Linked DNA regions of Rattus norvegicus: region 2 is linked to region 1. The links are chromatin contacts, called in public Hi-C maps. All regions are on one chromosome and are shown on one strand. Each heading gives the region's core, a stretch centred on a gene start, on an enhancer-like site or on the middle of the called end of the contact. The rest is flanking DNA. Distances are from core to core; before and after follow the strand shown.

Region 1 (6,865 bases), core at 1,123-3,622:
ACTATGTAGAAGAGGCTGATGCTGACCTCCTGATCTTTCTGTCTTCAAATCCAAAGTGCTGGGTCACAGGTGTACTGATTTACTTACATTCTTTATGAAGGCTTTTCAACAAGCAATCATAATCTACTTCCTATCTCTTTTACACATTTCCACAATGGGCTTTCCAATAAGTAATCATAGTCTATTTTCTATTTCTTTTAATTATTTCCATTATGGCACAAATCAGCCTGCAAAATCAGCTTTCTTTCACAAGTGTATCTTCTGCAGTAAACCATAAAGAGCTAGACAAAAGGAAAAATGATTTTTTTTTCTATCTCTGGAGCCCCAGAATCCCTGTGTGTGGTACCCTATTTTTTAATGAAAAATTTTAAAGAAATGAGGTTATTAGGCTGACATTAGAAATTTAGAAGATCAAAATAAAACTAAAAGAAATGTACTGGAAAGTCCATTTGGTCCCTGAGAAGCCAGCCTGCCCACAAGAGGAAAAGATAAGGATCTGCTTGTGTGTGTCCCTGTCTATTCTCGGCTGAGCTCTTTCAGCTTTCTCAAGATGAAGCAAGGCTCTAAGCAGTGCAGGACTCATAACCAATGCTCCCAATAAAGCTTGGGCGCCATTGGAAATTGCTTAACTGTGGCTTTCAAATACTATTCCTGAAACGGGAAAGATAGGTTCCATTTTCTCTAAATTTAAAGCTGTCATAATAGATTAAGAGTTGTTTTGAATCCATAAGTAGTAATTCGCTTCAAAACAAAACAAAAACCCAAAGCCCCTTTCAGCTACATTAAAGAACTGCTTTTAAGTATCCCAGTATCTAACATAATTAACATTTTAGCCTATGGGTACTTTAAATGTTCAAAAGCTAAGCATAAGCAATAGGTTTCACCCAGTGTTTCCATATGCACATCTGTTTCCATAATAAAAATTTAGCTTGTAGAGTATGGCTACTACTAGCCTCAAACAAAATTCTGTGATTGACTTAACGGGATTTCAGAAAGTTACTTGCTAAAAAAGTGACTCTTCAAACGGACACCAACAAATATGTGAAGTCATTGCTTGAGCTCTTAAGGTGAGTATGGAGCAAAACCCAAAGCTGAAGGGCGAGCCAAGTTATAAATGAAGATTATAACCCTCCAGTTTTCCCCAGACTTTATCCTTGTCTGTAAGCATAATAAAACCCAAGTCAGCCTCTTTCGGTTCACAGTTCTACCGTATGCAAACACCATGCCCAGTCGAACCTTCAACCTTCTAATTCAGACAGGATATACAGTGTAGCCTCGAGCACCGGGATACTTTTCAAAGTAATAACGCACAAAAAACACCTCCTCACAACAAGGCATGTGTCAAAACAGCTTGGAATACCGACACTGTGCGCATCACCCACTAGGGTCGCGCGATGGCTATCTCTTCTCAGGCGAGGTACTCTAGGGTGTTTTCCTATAGAAAGGCCTTGGTGCAAGGCCTAGGTAGGAGTTTACGATCGCTGACCAGCTAGGGGACCTCCTGGGATAGAGGGAAGGACAACCGAGCCAGGCCGCAGCCCAGTACTGCACCTTCCCAGCTAGCTTCAAGCCGGCCGCAGCGAGCAGGGAATGCCGCAGATCTCACCGCCCGCCCCAGACTGAAAGAGGGTAGGGGGCCGTGCCGGCTCCGCCCTCCCCCGCGGGGCATGGGCTCACGACCACACAGGAAGGCCACGTCCCCAGGGACAAGCACCACTCTATGGTGAGCGTGGTGGTGGGGGGTCAAACCCACGTGACCAGCGCGTAGCCAATACCGGGATGACAGCCTGCCATAGAGACGGCCCGGGAGGCGGCTAGAGATGCCCGCCGGCAAGTCAGAGGCGCCTGCCTATCCCCGCTCGGTGCTCCTAGCTCGGTGCTGCCGCCATCTTCCTGGAGGAAAGGGCAGAGGCAAAGGGCTCCCTCCCCTTCATTGCTCCGCACTCACGCTTCCACCTACCCGCCCCCGGTTGTCTCTCGCTCTCAGTGGACACCTCATTCTTTCCTAATAAATATCCTTCCCCCAACTCTAGTTTCCCACAAAGCGGATAATCTCATTACCTGCTCCTCTTTTATTAGCGTGAGGAATCCAAGCTCATAAGGTAGGAACTGTGGCGAAACAGGAACAAGACGCCATCTTGGTAAAGGAGAAGAGGCTACGCTTGACCTCCCCCCGCCCCCAGCCTCTATATGGCCAACCGCCGTGGGAGGGGCACAGCGCCTGCGCAGAGGCGGACGAGAGGATCCTGTCCACGCTTGCGCTCTGCTAGCAACCGCGGGGGAGGGGACTACTCGGGGCCCAGGAAGGAGTTGGCAAGGGGCGGGACGGCGCGATGACGCAATCTGTTCGCGCGCGCTGCTGGGCGGGGCAGGTCCGTGCTGTCGCCTGACGGGCATTCTCTGGCGTGTTAGCGGGTAAGTGTGGGGCAATGTGAACCCACTGTCGCTCGGGCTCGAGTCCGGCTGGCCGTCCAGAGGAAGTGCTAGAGTTCTCTCCTCGCCCCGGCCGCTCAGGCTGTGATAACGAGTACGGAAGTGGAGCGCGTGGGGGAGGGGCGGCCGCGCCCTTAGTCCGTGGCTCCAGCGATGGATGCCTGGCCGGTGTCGTCCCTTTGAGGACAACTGGACAGGCGGCCCCCATCTGGGTGATTCTACTGGCCAGGTTCAGGACATCGGGGCGGGCGTGGCTGGCCCCTATGAAGTTACCGCGCACAGTAGTGGAGAGTCGGGCGTTTAACGTTGGCGGATGGAGTTGGGTGAGGCAGCATTAGATTCGTATCTACGAAGCACTTGTGCTTGTGTGGTCATCTTCTCACTTAACGGTGCCATTTCGTCCTGAGGATGTGAAAGACTAGTCATCCTGGGATGTTAATGAAGTTCTCCAACTGGAGGTAGTGATAGGCTCATTGAAGAGAGTGGTCTTGTCTGCTGTGGCCTTCCCCGAGGTAGACAAAGGGCTGCAGCAGTATAAGTGACCGGGGAAAGGGAGCTTGTAGTGGAGGCCGTTAAAGGAGAAGCGATGAAGTCTAACTCTGAAGCGGACCGTAGGCCCAGACCACGCCTGACTGACCCTTTTGTATCTTCCGGTCTCATTTGTTAGTGGCGCCTTGCCTGGTCCTGTACTACCTTAGCAGACTCTTAACACATAGAACTTCTAGTTCAAACCACTGTGGCCTCTATGACTGGCCTTAATCCAGTTTACTCCTCGTGTCTGGAGCGTAGTTAAACTCGCACATTCTCTGTCTTCTCCTTATCTGTTGTGTAGTTCCGTCCTAATTGCTGCTTGTTATTCAGGACTCTGGATTCGATATCCTTTAGACAGATTAGGTGTTTCTCTGGCGTCAAGTATTGGGGTCCCTACTGCCTAGCAAGGGATTTAAGTCTTAGGTCCTCAAGTATTTCCTTCGTAGCGAAAATTGTTTTAGTATCTCAGATACATTTTTAAATCTGTCTTGTAAACATAAGGAAAACAGGGTTCTGTAGGGGTCATAAAAGCTGTTTCTTCACGATGCTTCTAGTTTGAGACTCCTTATTGTCAATGGCTTTTTTGGTAGGTGCCATTCAGGAATTCTTTGTAATACCCATACAAACTGTCAGTGTGTGGTTTTATATCTAATTTTGGTGATGATTTTCTTAGTTGTAAGGGCTGTCCTGCCTTTTTTCAATTTTTCCATCTAGAAGGTTTTTTCCCTTCAGAGCACCACAGCCCAGTAAAGAAGAGCTTTTAAAATGAGATGAGATTCTCTCTGTGGACTAGTTTGGTAACCTAGGGAAAGGAGGTGGGGCCTCCCTCTATTGTCATTCATGAGTGTAATTCAGCTCCCTTTGACTGTGGCTTGCTGCCCCAAACTCCTTTAAAAGGGTTGTCTTTCATAATGTGCTTGTACAGTCCTCAAATCAAAGGAGAGTCCCAGCACTTTGGATAAAAGCTCTTCAGGATCCTACACTGAGAAGTCTTTGGAGATTAGGGGTAATGTATACAAATACAACATTTTGTGTACATGAATGATGGTTCCTATTTATGAGTATTCCATTATTATAAATGCCACTTGGAAAAATAAGTTTTGTTCACCTATTCATCTTTTGTCTCTTAATTGGAGTGATAGTGTTACTCTCTGAAATAAAGAAGCTGTGGGTCAAGGGTAAGGAACTTCTAATAACTTGTGGCATCTGAAAAAATGCAGGGTGAGAGCATAAAATTTTAGTTTGACCTTATATCTTAGATGTGGGGGATCTAACTGATCTGCCATCTGTACCTAGCAGTATGTTAATGGATCAAGGTTTTCTCACTAAAAATCAACCAAGTGCTTCAGAAATTCAGTATTCCCCTTTCAGCTTTCATTTTGGCATTACTGGGTATGTGTATAGTTAACTTGGTCAAGTGCTTGCCCTGAGTGTAAGATTTCTAGGTCCTTATCCTCCCCACCCCTACCCCTACACATAAAAACCAAAACCTCTTTTTGTTATGTTTAATAAATTGTTAGAAAACCATTGTGAATACAAGTTGTGTTTGGGTATAGGGTAACAAGTTCATAGCCTGGCCTTCTCTGTATTAAAGAATCATTGTATGTATTCTCCACTTCTGTGCTTGTGTTGTGCATCAGGATACTTATTTATTATTTTATGTATATGAGTACACCGAAACTGCCTTCAGACACACCAGAAGAGGGCATTGGACCCCATTACAGATGGTTGTGAGCCACTTACATGGTTGCTTGGAGTTGAACTCAGAACCTCTGGAAGAGCAGTCAGTGCTCTTTACAGCAAACTGCTAATAGAAGTTACTCTTCTTTGGTCTGAACTGACCTAGGACCTCAAAATGGCTGCAGACTTGGGTCAGTAAGCTAAGGAGATACAGAGATGTAGAAAGATACCCATGACGTTTCCCGTATCTGGTGGTTAGAAATAAATGACATATAAATAGTAGTAAAGGCAAGTATCCACATTTCTATTCTCAAGTATTTATCCTTCTGCTATTTTACTCAGTGCTTGAAGAAAGGAGACATGCCATGGCGATTTCAGTTTAGAATTGAATCAGTTATACCAATTTGGGAGAAACAAAATGACTTGATAGTTTTGGGTTTGTTTTTTAAATTCTATATCTGTTCCTAGCCAAATATAGTGTTGCGTCCCTGTAATCTCAGCATTCAGGAGGCTGAAATAAGATTGCTAGTTTAAGTTGAGCTTTTATTGTAAGGACTGTCTCAAACCAAACAAGAAAAAGAACCTAAAATGTGTTTCTGTGCATTTTAGTTTTGTTGTGTTTTGAGACATGGTTTCTTTGTTGCCTAGACTATTCCAGAATTCACTATATAATAATCCAAGTTGGCCTCAAATTTGTAATCCTTGAACCTCAGCCTCCAGTGCTGTGTTACCACACCTGGTTGCCTTTTTTTTTTTTTTTTCTTCTGGTTTGCCTTTTAATTTATTCTTACTAAGCGTTTCCCCTATTTCCATTCCTGAGTGGAATAGGAAAAACTTTGAATGCTGGCATGCAGCTCATTTGTAGAACACTTATCTAGTGTACATGAAATCTGGGGCTTGTTCCTCTAAGTATCAGACACACACACACAGTACACACAATCACAATTCAGAAAGAAACTTTCAGTTTTTGAGACATGGTCTCCCTGTGTAGTCCAAGCTGGCCTCCAGTTTGCAATCCTCCTGTCTTTTAAGTGCTAAGATTACAGTGGCACACCACCACAGCCAGCTAGAAAGACTTGACTTACCATCTCTCCTTTTTTAGCACCTTACCAAATAAATTATCATAGTCTAAAATTCTTTTTCTTTTTCTTTTGTTCCAGCACAATCTGGAACATCTGTACTCATGATCTTCTTGTGACAGTCTCTCAGAGATAGAAGGCCTATATTCCTCTTAGCCTGATTTACTGTTGGACTTTTTTTTTTTTTTTTTTTAAATGAGTTAGCTATGGCTTGGTAGCTCAAACCTTTTTTTTTTTTTTTTTTTTTTTTAAGATTTATTTACTGAATGTATATGAGTGCACTGTCTGTATGTACACCTGCCTGCCAGAAAAGGACCTGGTTGAGCTTAACTGCTGAGCCATCTTGCCAGCCCCTGTCTTTCTTTTTTAGACTTGGTTTCTTTATTTAGTAGCTTTTGCTGACCTGGAATTCACGATATACACTAGGCTGGCCTCAAACCCAGAGAGCTTCACCTGCCTCAGCCTCCCAAGTGAGATGTGATCTATCAAATCTGGCTACTGTTGTTTTTTGTTGTTTGTTTTTATAACTCAAATATTGTGGGGTTTGCATATTCAGCCCTGTTAGCAAGGTAGTTTTGTTTCATGATTTTTTGATGCACTAATCTTAATTAAATAATCATAATAAAATTGCAATATGTAGATACTTCATTTTTATTGTAGTGAAAAAAAATGAGACAGTTGACTATTTGGTTATATTAAACAACTAATTAATTTTTCATAGAAATAATAGCTTACCATTGTTTGGAGCCTTGTGCATACTAAATTATGAATGAAGTGTTGTTCTAAGATTTGCTTCACTGTAATCCGGGCAAGCTGGAAATAAAATATTGGACTTGAGTGTTAATTATTGAAATTGAATAAAAGGTGGTATCTGAGGACTTATTTTATTGTGATACTTTTGGGTGTGCTCAAAGTTTTTCTTTAGTGTTTTAAAGTAACTGTAAGAATAATGGACTTTGGTTGGAGAGTTAGCTAGCATAGCAAGCGCAAGGCCCTGGGTTCGGTCCCCAGCTCCGGAAAAAAAAAAAAGAATAGTGGACTTTTTATCTAAAATTGTATTTCAAATAGATTTAATATTCCCTTTTAAAAACATTATCTTTTATGTATATGAGTGTTTTGTACATCTGTTTATCACATGCCTG
Region 2 (6,865 bases), core at 2,163-4,662, 260 kb after region 1:
TGTGCTTGGAGGAGAAACTATATGAATGAAGTGAGCCAATGAACTTGCAAGCGCCAGATCCCGGGGGTGTGAAGTCGTCCATAGAAATGCCACTCTTGTCTGCTCCACCTGCGTCGGCAGCAGAGGAAGAAGCCTTCTGGTGGTCAGCCTCTGTAGCAGACACTTGTGCCTCTTCCTGGCCTCTGGCCAATGGGGCAGCCTGGTCACCTGGAGTTCTTTCCAGAGACTGACCCGGCTCCTGACTGACAGCACCCGGGGTGGCCTTGGGGGCTGTATCATCTTGTGGAGAAGCTCGCTTCAACTTTCGGGATTCTGGCTTGGCCATCAAGTTATCACTTGAAGATAGTGAAGACCCTATGGTTCCTTTCCCTGTTGCTGCACTTGTGTGGCCCCTCATGGCCCCTGTGGTCTTTCTCCTAGCAGGGCCATGTCCTCCAGCCCCCCTCTTCTTCTCTGACAGGTGGAAAATAGAGGGCACAGCCGTGGGCTTCAGCAGGCGATGCTGGTCCTCTAGCCTTTTGGAGAAGCTGTCTTTGGTAAAATGCTCACTACAGAGGAATGAATACTTAGTTGGGGTCCAGTTATCCCTCTGAACAGCTTTTAACCACTGGATCAGTCGTTTGGAGTCCTTTAGGGGAAACCTGCAGGACAAATAGCAAAGTACTTAGAAATACTGAGATGCTTTCTTTTAAAACTATCGTCAATAAAAGCAAATCAAGTATCAGGACCGTCTGGCAGGTTATTACTGAAATGGGAGGGAAGAAGTCCTATCCTACTGTATATATTTTAGGACACTGAGTCTATCTATAGGGTACAGAGGAACAGAGGTATTTATTGGAGTGATGTTTTTGTGCACGGTGTAAAGATTATCTTTGTATTATTAAAATGCTAATTTCTGTGATGGCAGAGAAGTTTACAGGCCTGACTTTGGTATTGTCATTGTTATGAAGCATGCCCTGCCTTAGTGTTTTGTAAACATTGCTCTCCATAACCTTCTGGTTGGTCAAAGGAAGAGTGGAATGGCCAATAGCTGGGTGGAAAGTTAAGGTGGGACTTCTGGGCTGAAATGCAGAGTCTGAGGTAGGAATCTGGGCAGAGTCCCAGCCTGACTGGATGGAGGAGCATGTGCCAAGATGACACTGAGATGGACAGGTAATGAACCGGGCATGTGGCGGGATGTAGGCCAGCCAGTGTTGCTGGGTTACAATAACTGAGAGCTGCCCAGCTTGCCCAGAGCTTATAATAGACATAGTAAGTCTCTGTGTCTTTAGGGCAAGGGTGGGCATAGAAAGTCCATCAGGGTTACAGCTACTTTTCATAGGTGTAACAAAAGACCCTGGGCACTAAGGATGCTTAGAGACAGCAGGTAGAATCCAGACAAGAAAGCACTTTCACAAGTGGACCACTGACCAAATTATCTGGTACTTGAAAAGTGTGTTTCTGGGTGCTAGAACCCTAAGGAGAAGCCAGGCAGGTAACAGCTGGGAGCAAGAGACCAGGAGATATCGGAGGTCCAGCTAATTACCAACCACAGCTGAGGCTCAGGTAGCTAAGGGTCTAGCATGAAGACCCAAAAGCTCTAGCCAGGCTAATGACTCACAACTGTGGCATCAGTTAGTCTGAGGTACGAAGGTCACAAGTTTAACATCTGCCTAGGAAAAGAGCAAGTCCAAGGCGTATCTGGCAGAGTTCAATGTCATCCTTAGCTCTCCATAAGGCCAGTCTGGCTCTGCTGAGATTTCTGTCTCAAAACCAGACATACAAAAGAAAATAAGAGGAAAAAGCGCAGGGAGTTTAGCTTCCTGGTAAGAGAGCTTCGTAAGCCTCTAAGTAGGCAGCAAAAGTTCCCTTAGGAGCCTAGACAAACCTCTGAGAAGTTATGCTGACTAAGCCAGTCAAAGGTTAGGGTGGTAGGGGTTAGCAGTTAGGAGACAGAGGCAGGAGAGTTCAAGTCAATGGCAATTCAATGAGGCTTTATCTCAAAACACACACACCAAAAATGTTAAATTTTATGTAGTATTTTATGTTGGGAGAAGAAAATTGGGAAAAAAAAAGGATGTTCAATAACATACTTAGTAATTTCTTCCCTCATCTAATGAAGCTATGTAATGGTCACTTATTAACGCAAGATCTGTAAGACCAAACGGACTACGCATGGTAGGCAATACTCAAGTGCTAAGAGCCTCACCTGAGCTCGTCCAGCCTCCAGGAACCTGCTATGAACCAAGACTGGCCCTAATACGATGGATCTGGACGTTATAAGCAACATGATCTTCTAACTCTCTTTATCAATGTTCAGTGAGCTAGATTTCTGGAGTTCTCTTGGCCCCAATTTGGGCACAGTCTACCCACATACCATGTTAGAACATGGGGAAAGCAACATGAGTCCTTGAGACACTGCCTCGTTTTCAAACACTGTTAACAAAACTTCTGGGAGGTGTTTTAAATGAAATTGTTACGGAAACATTCTGGTTGATCTGTAAGATTGTTTTACTAGGTTTTGTTCTGAGCCAGGTTCTAAGGACTCGAGCCTTAATGTAACCCTGTGAACTTTCAACAGACACGTGCCATTCCCATTTTTAAAATTTAACATCAAGTACTAAGAGGTGGCAGGATGTAGGAAGTGGCTTCTAAGGTAGAGTCCCTTCGCTCACTGTTCACTCCACTTGGAAATCAGCAGGAGAGAACCAACTGAAATGGGGAGTCTTGAAAGCCTTCAGAAGGCGCGGCCCGCACAAGGGCCACCGGAGAACCCTCCGGAAAGCCCTTCCACGATCCTCCCCCGGGCCTCGGCCAGAGTGCAGGATGCGGTAGATGATCAGTGCCAGTGCCTGGGCCGCAGGACCCCGTAGGAGAACGATGAGAGCTATGGATGCAGGAAGTAGAGCTGCGTGCGCCGGGCCGCACTCCTGCCACACACCTCCAGCCGGGCTTGCCCCGCCGAGGCAAGAGTGGAGAACTGCTCAAAACCAAAAAGCAGGATTAACCTGAGAACGCGCCCTAGCAGAATACTCCTGAAATTGGCAGCGCCAGCCCAAATCAGTGCGACGCCCGTTGGTGGAGGTGGCGGCGGGGGCCTCCGGCCGCTCTGCCCGAGGCATGGCCGTGCTGGTCCCCCAAAGCCAGCGGTCCGAGCCAAGGTCACAAAGCTCCACGACTCGTCCACCTCCCACAGTTGCACTCGGCTAGTCGGTCCCCCACTCCCGGTTCCCCGAGCTCGGCCCGCCGCGCGGCCTCAGTTTCCCCGCGGGCCCGGCCAGGGCGGGGGCGTGGCGGACCCGGAGGCGGGCCGCGTACCTGTGGAAGGAGACAGCGCGTTTCTCGCCCTTGCCCTGCCTGTTGGAACAGTTCACGGCCGCGCAGCAGATCACCATTGCGGGCCTCGGTCGTGAGCGTCGCCAGGCTCCGATCCTTGCCGCCCGCCCGCTGGCCCGACCCGCCCCGAGGGAGTGCGGCGACACAGCTCGGGACGTGGGCCGCGGTCGAGCCGTACGGCAAGATGGCTGCGCGCTGCCGCCCGCACCACGCTGCGCTCGGGCTGCCCCGCCACGGCGCCAGCGTCGCGGCCGCAGCGAGCGGCGAGTCCGTACCGAGACATGCGCGGGTGACTGTCTGTACGGAAAGATGGCGGCGCCGGACGAGCGCAGCTCCGGCCGGCTCGGGGCTGCTCCGAAGTGGCGGGGCGGAGTGGGGCGGGGCGATTGGGTCCGGTTAGGAACCACACGCGCCGAGGCCCCGCCCCCGCTCTCCCACCGCCGTACGGCGAGATGGCGACGCCCGCGCTTCCGCTGCGCCGCGCTTGGCTACCTCGGCTTCCCGTCGCTGTGTCGCGCAGTAGCCCGTCGGAGCGACAGCACGGTCAGTCGGCGGCCGGACAGGGAAGATGGACGCAGGTAAGGAGGGCGGGCGCCTGCCCTGTCGCGGGCGGGCTCCCGTGGACGCCCGCTGGGGCGGAGGCCTGTGTGTTGGGCAGGGCGGGCCGCACCTCCCCGCAGCGCTCCATACCCGCTTCGCGGGGCCACTCGTGAACGCTACGGCCTCCGGCGCCTAGCGGAGGCCCTTGGGGAGCGTCCCAGCCTGTGAACTCGCGGCTGCGGGCTGGAGGGCAGAGAGTCTGAGGGACGTAGCAGGACGCGGGCACACTGGTGCCCCGGGGTGGACCCGTGCGCTGCGGAGCTAGGCCGTATCCTGCCCGGCGACCTCTTTAACTTCTGTCAAGTTGTTGGATGATGGTCCAGCAACCACACCATGGACGTCTTTTGTCTTTAAAGTTCAATAACCTGTGTAGGCGATCCACGCTCCTGTTAATGACAGCAGATCAGTCACATGCTACTTTGACTTCTTGGGGTCCTAATACTGGCTTAAGTGTGGGTGGTTTTTGTTTGTTTTTTTTTAGCTTATTTATATTTTCAACTGACTTGCTTCCGAAGCTGGAGAGTACAGTTCTTTTGTTTATATTGTCAAGATGTCTTGGGGATGCAAATCTATCAAATACATTCTTTGTTTATAGCCCTAAAATAGCCCCCCACACCCACAACAGAGGTTCTCTTTAATTTCCTCAGCAGCTTTAGCGTTTTCAGTATTTTTTTTTTTTTAAATTAAAGCGCGACCTTGCCTTCAAGAATCCACTCCTTTGTGAAGGACTCCTGCTACCTGATTTCATTGTACCTGTCTTGGATGGCGTTTCTTTTGATGTTTTCCTTCTGACGGCTGTATCATAGATGTAGTCTGCTTACTTGGGAGTAATGCCTACAGTTAAGACACATTTCAGTAGTTTGTGGCAGCCGTCAATGTTTTAAATAGCCAGAGGAAGCAGGAACCTTGACTCCCCAAGATGCATGAGCCAGGCATGTATTTTGTGAAGTTAATTTTTTTTTTAGAATGAGTCAATGAAGCTGCCACACAACACAGTGTTTGCTGGAGGTATGGAATGGAGTAATACATTGAATTATTTAATTATTCTCCCCCCACCTTTTGTTTTTAAAGACAGGGCCTCGCCACTTAGTCTTGTCTGATCTTGAACTCTTGAACCAAGCTGACCCAAGCCTCACAGAAATATATCTGCCTGGTTGTTACATCCCCAGTGTTGCAATTAAAGGCAAGCACCACCTGACTCCAATTAATTAAGTGGGCATTGAATGCTGCTGTGAAGTCAAACTCTAAAGACATCTGTGTTTGAAGACTTGTATTAATGCTGATAAAAACACTTTTTTTTTTTTTAACGGTATGATGGTGCAGTTTTTCTCCTGATAAAGTTCTGGATGGCCCCTTTTATGATCTAAACACTGATCCCCAGCCACCATTGTAATATTGCTTCTGGTTTTGTTTTTTTTTTTTTTTTTTTTTTTTTTTTTTGGTTCTTTTTTTTTCCGGAGCTGGGGACCAAACCCAGGGCCTTGCGCTTCCTAGGTAAGCGCTCTACCACTGAGCTAAATCCCCAGCGCTTCTGGTTGTTTTTATAATTGTTGTATACAGTTCTCCACTCTCCCCCCACACACACGGGGAGGTGGGGAGGGAGAGAGAGAGGGAGGGAGAGAGAGGGAGGGAGAGAGAGGGAGGGAGGTCTCTCTACAAAAGCCCTCACTGTCCTAGAACTCAGGATATAGACCAGGCTGGCTTTGAACTTAGAGATGCCTCTGCTTCCCAAGTGCTGGGCTTAAAAAGTGTGAGCCACCCCGCTCCACCTAACTTGATCTTTTTATAAACTGCATTTGTTATTGGGTATCAGGAGTTGTAACCTAGACATTGGATTAGAAAAATGGACAAAGGAAGAGAAATGCTGTCTGAGGCCCCTGAAGTTCTCCACAAGAGACCAGAAGTATATAGGACTGGGTGGTGCTTATATGAGAGAGTGATGTGGGCCGGGTTATAGGGGACTGGAACTGTAGCAGGATGAGCAAGAAAAATCTCACTTTAGAAGTCTATTTTAAAGTTTTTTTAGATAATTCATTATTTTTCCCACTCTCCCCTCCACACCACTTTAAGTACACCCACCCCTTGCTCTCTGAAAGTACATTCTTGTCAGGACTAAACCAAAAACAAAGTGGCGTGGAGGTTCATGCCCCTGAGAGTTAGGAGGACTGGAGAGATAGTTCAGTCAGTTCCTAGTACCTATCTATGTTAGGCAACCCATAATCCCTGTTACTCTCGTCCAGGGGACCCAGTGCCTAAGGCACCACACTCAGATGCACAATGCAGACACAGCAGCCTACACTGCTGGTTGGTTTTTGGAAGTGGGTTTTCTGTATAGCTCTGGTTGTCTTAGAACTCTCTCTGTAGACCAGGCTGGCCTTGAGCTCAGAGATCTGCTTGCCCTGCCTCAAGAGTGCTGGGGTAAGGGCGTGTGTCTCCCCACCTGCCATGCACTTTAGGTTTGTTTGTGAGTTTTGTCTAAGTGCAAAGATGGTGAAAGATTATTTTGGTTCAATCATGGATCCTTGCTGGGTCACTGTGAGGACTCACAAGTTTATTCTGAGTATGATTTGGGAAGGTTTTGAGATGAGTATGTGAAATTTAACAGACTTGCTTTGGCATTTTTTTTTTTTTCAGAGCTGGGGACCGAACCCAGGGCCTTGCACTTGCTAGGCAAGCGGTCTACCACTGAGCTAAATCCCCAACCCCTACTTTGGGATTTTTTTAAAAAAACTTTTTAAATATCATTTGTATTTATCTTTTGAAATTAAAATATAATTACATCATTTTTTTTCCTTTTCCTTTTCTTCTTTCAGCCCCTACCATATATTTCCTCCTTGCACTCTCTGTGTGTATGCCTGTATTCCTAAATATATAAATAAAACCTGCTTGGTCTGTATATTGTTATTTGCTTGTGCATGATTTCAGGGAGACTGATACTGGGGAGGCTCTT

Evidence for each region. Hi-C and Micro-C count contacts between places; a contact is called where the count stands out from the background.
Region 2: a Hi-C map of liver shows a contact between it and region 1, with 6 times the contacts expected there. The contact joins the promoter of Thap4 here to the promoter of Septin2 in region 1. A contact is called at or near these places in 1 of 12 Hi-C or Micro-C datasets (liver) and 1 of 1 datasets of contacts at active chromatin or transcription factors (oligodendrocytes).

The regions. Positions count from the first base shown.
Region 1 is chr9:101,463,245-101,470,109 of GRCr8, forward strand. Septin2 (septin 2) reads left to right here and starts at 2,373. Exons shown (of 13, transcript NM_057148.2): 1 at 2,373-2,415. It overlaps Hdlbp (high density lipoprotein binding protein), which reads right to left and starts at 2,135. Exons shown (of 28, transcript NM_172039.2): 1 at 2,062-2,135.
Region 2 is chr9:101,726,029-101,732,893 of GRCr8, forward strand. Thap4 (THAP domain containing 4) reads right to left here and starts at 3,413. Exons shown (of 6, transcript NM_001005564.1): 1 at 3,298-3,413; 2 at 1-641. The coding sequence starts at 3,374. It overlaps Atg4b (autophagy related 4B, cysteine peptidase), which reads left to right and starts at 3,861. Exons shown (of 13, transcript NM_001399197.1): 1 at 3,861-3,893. The coding sequence starts at 3,884.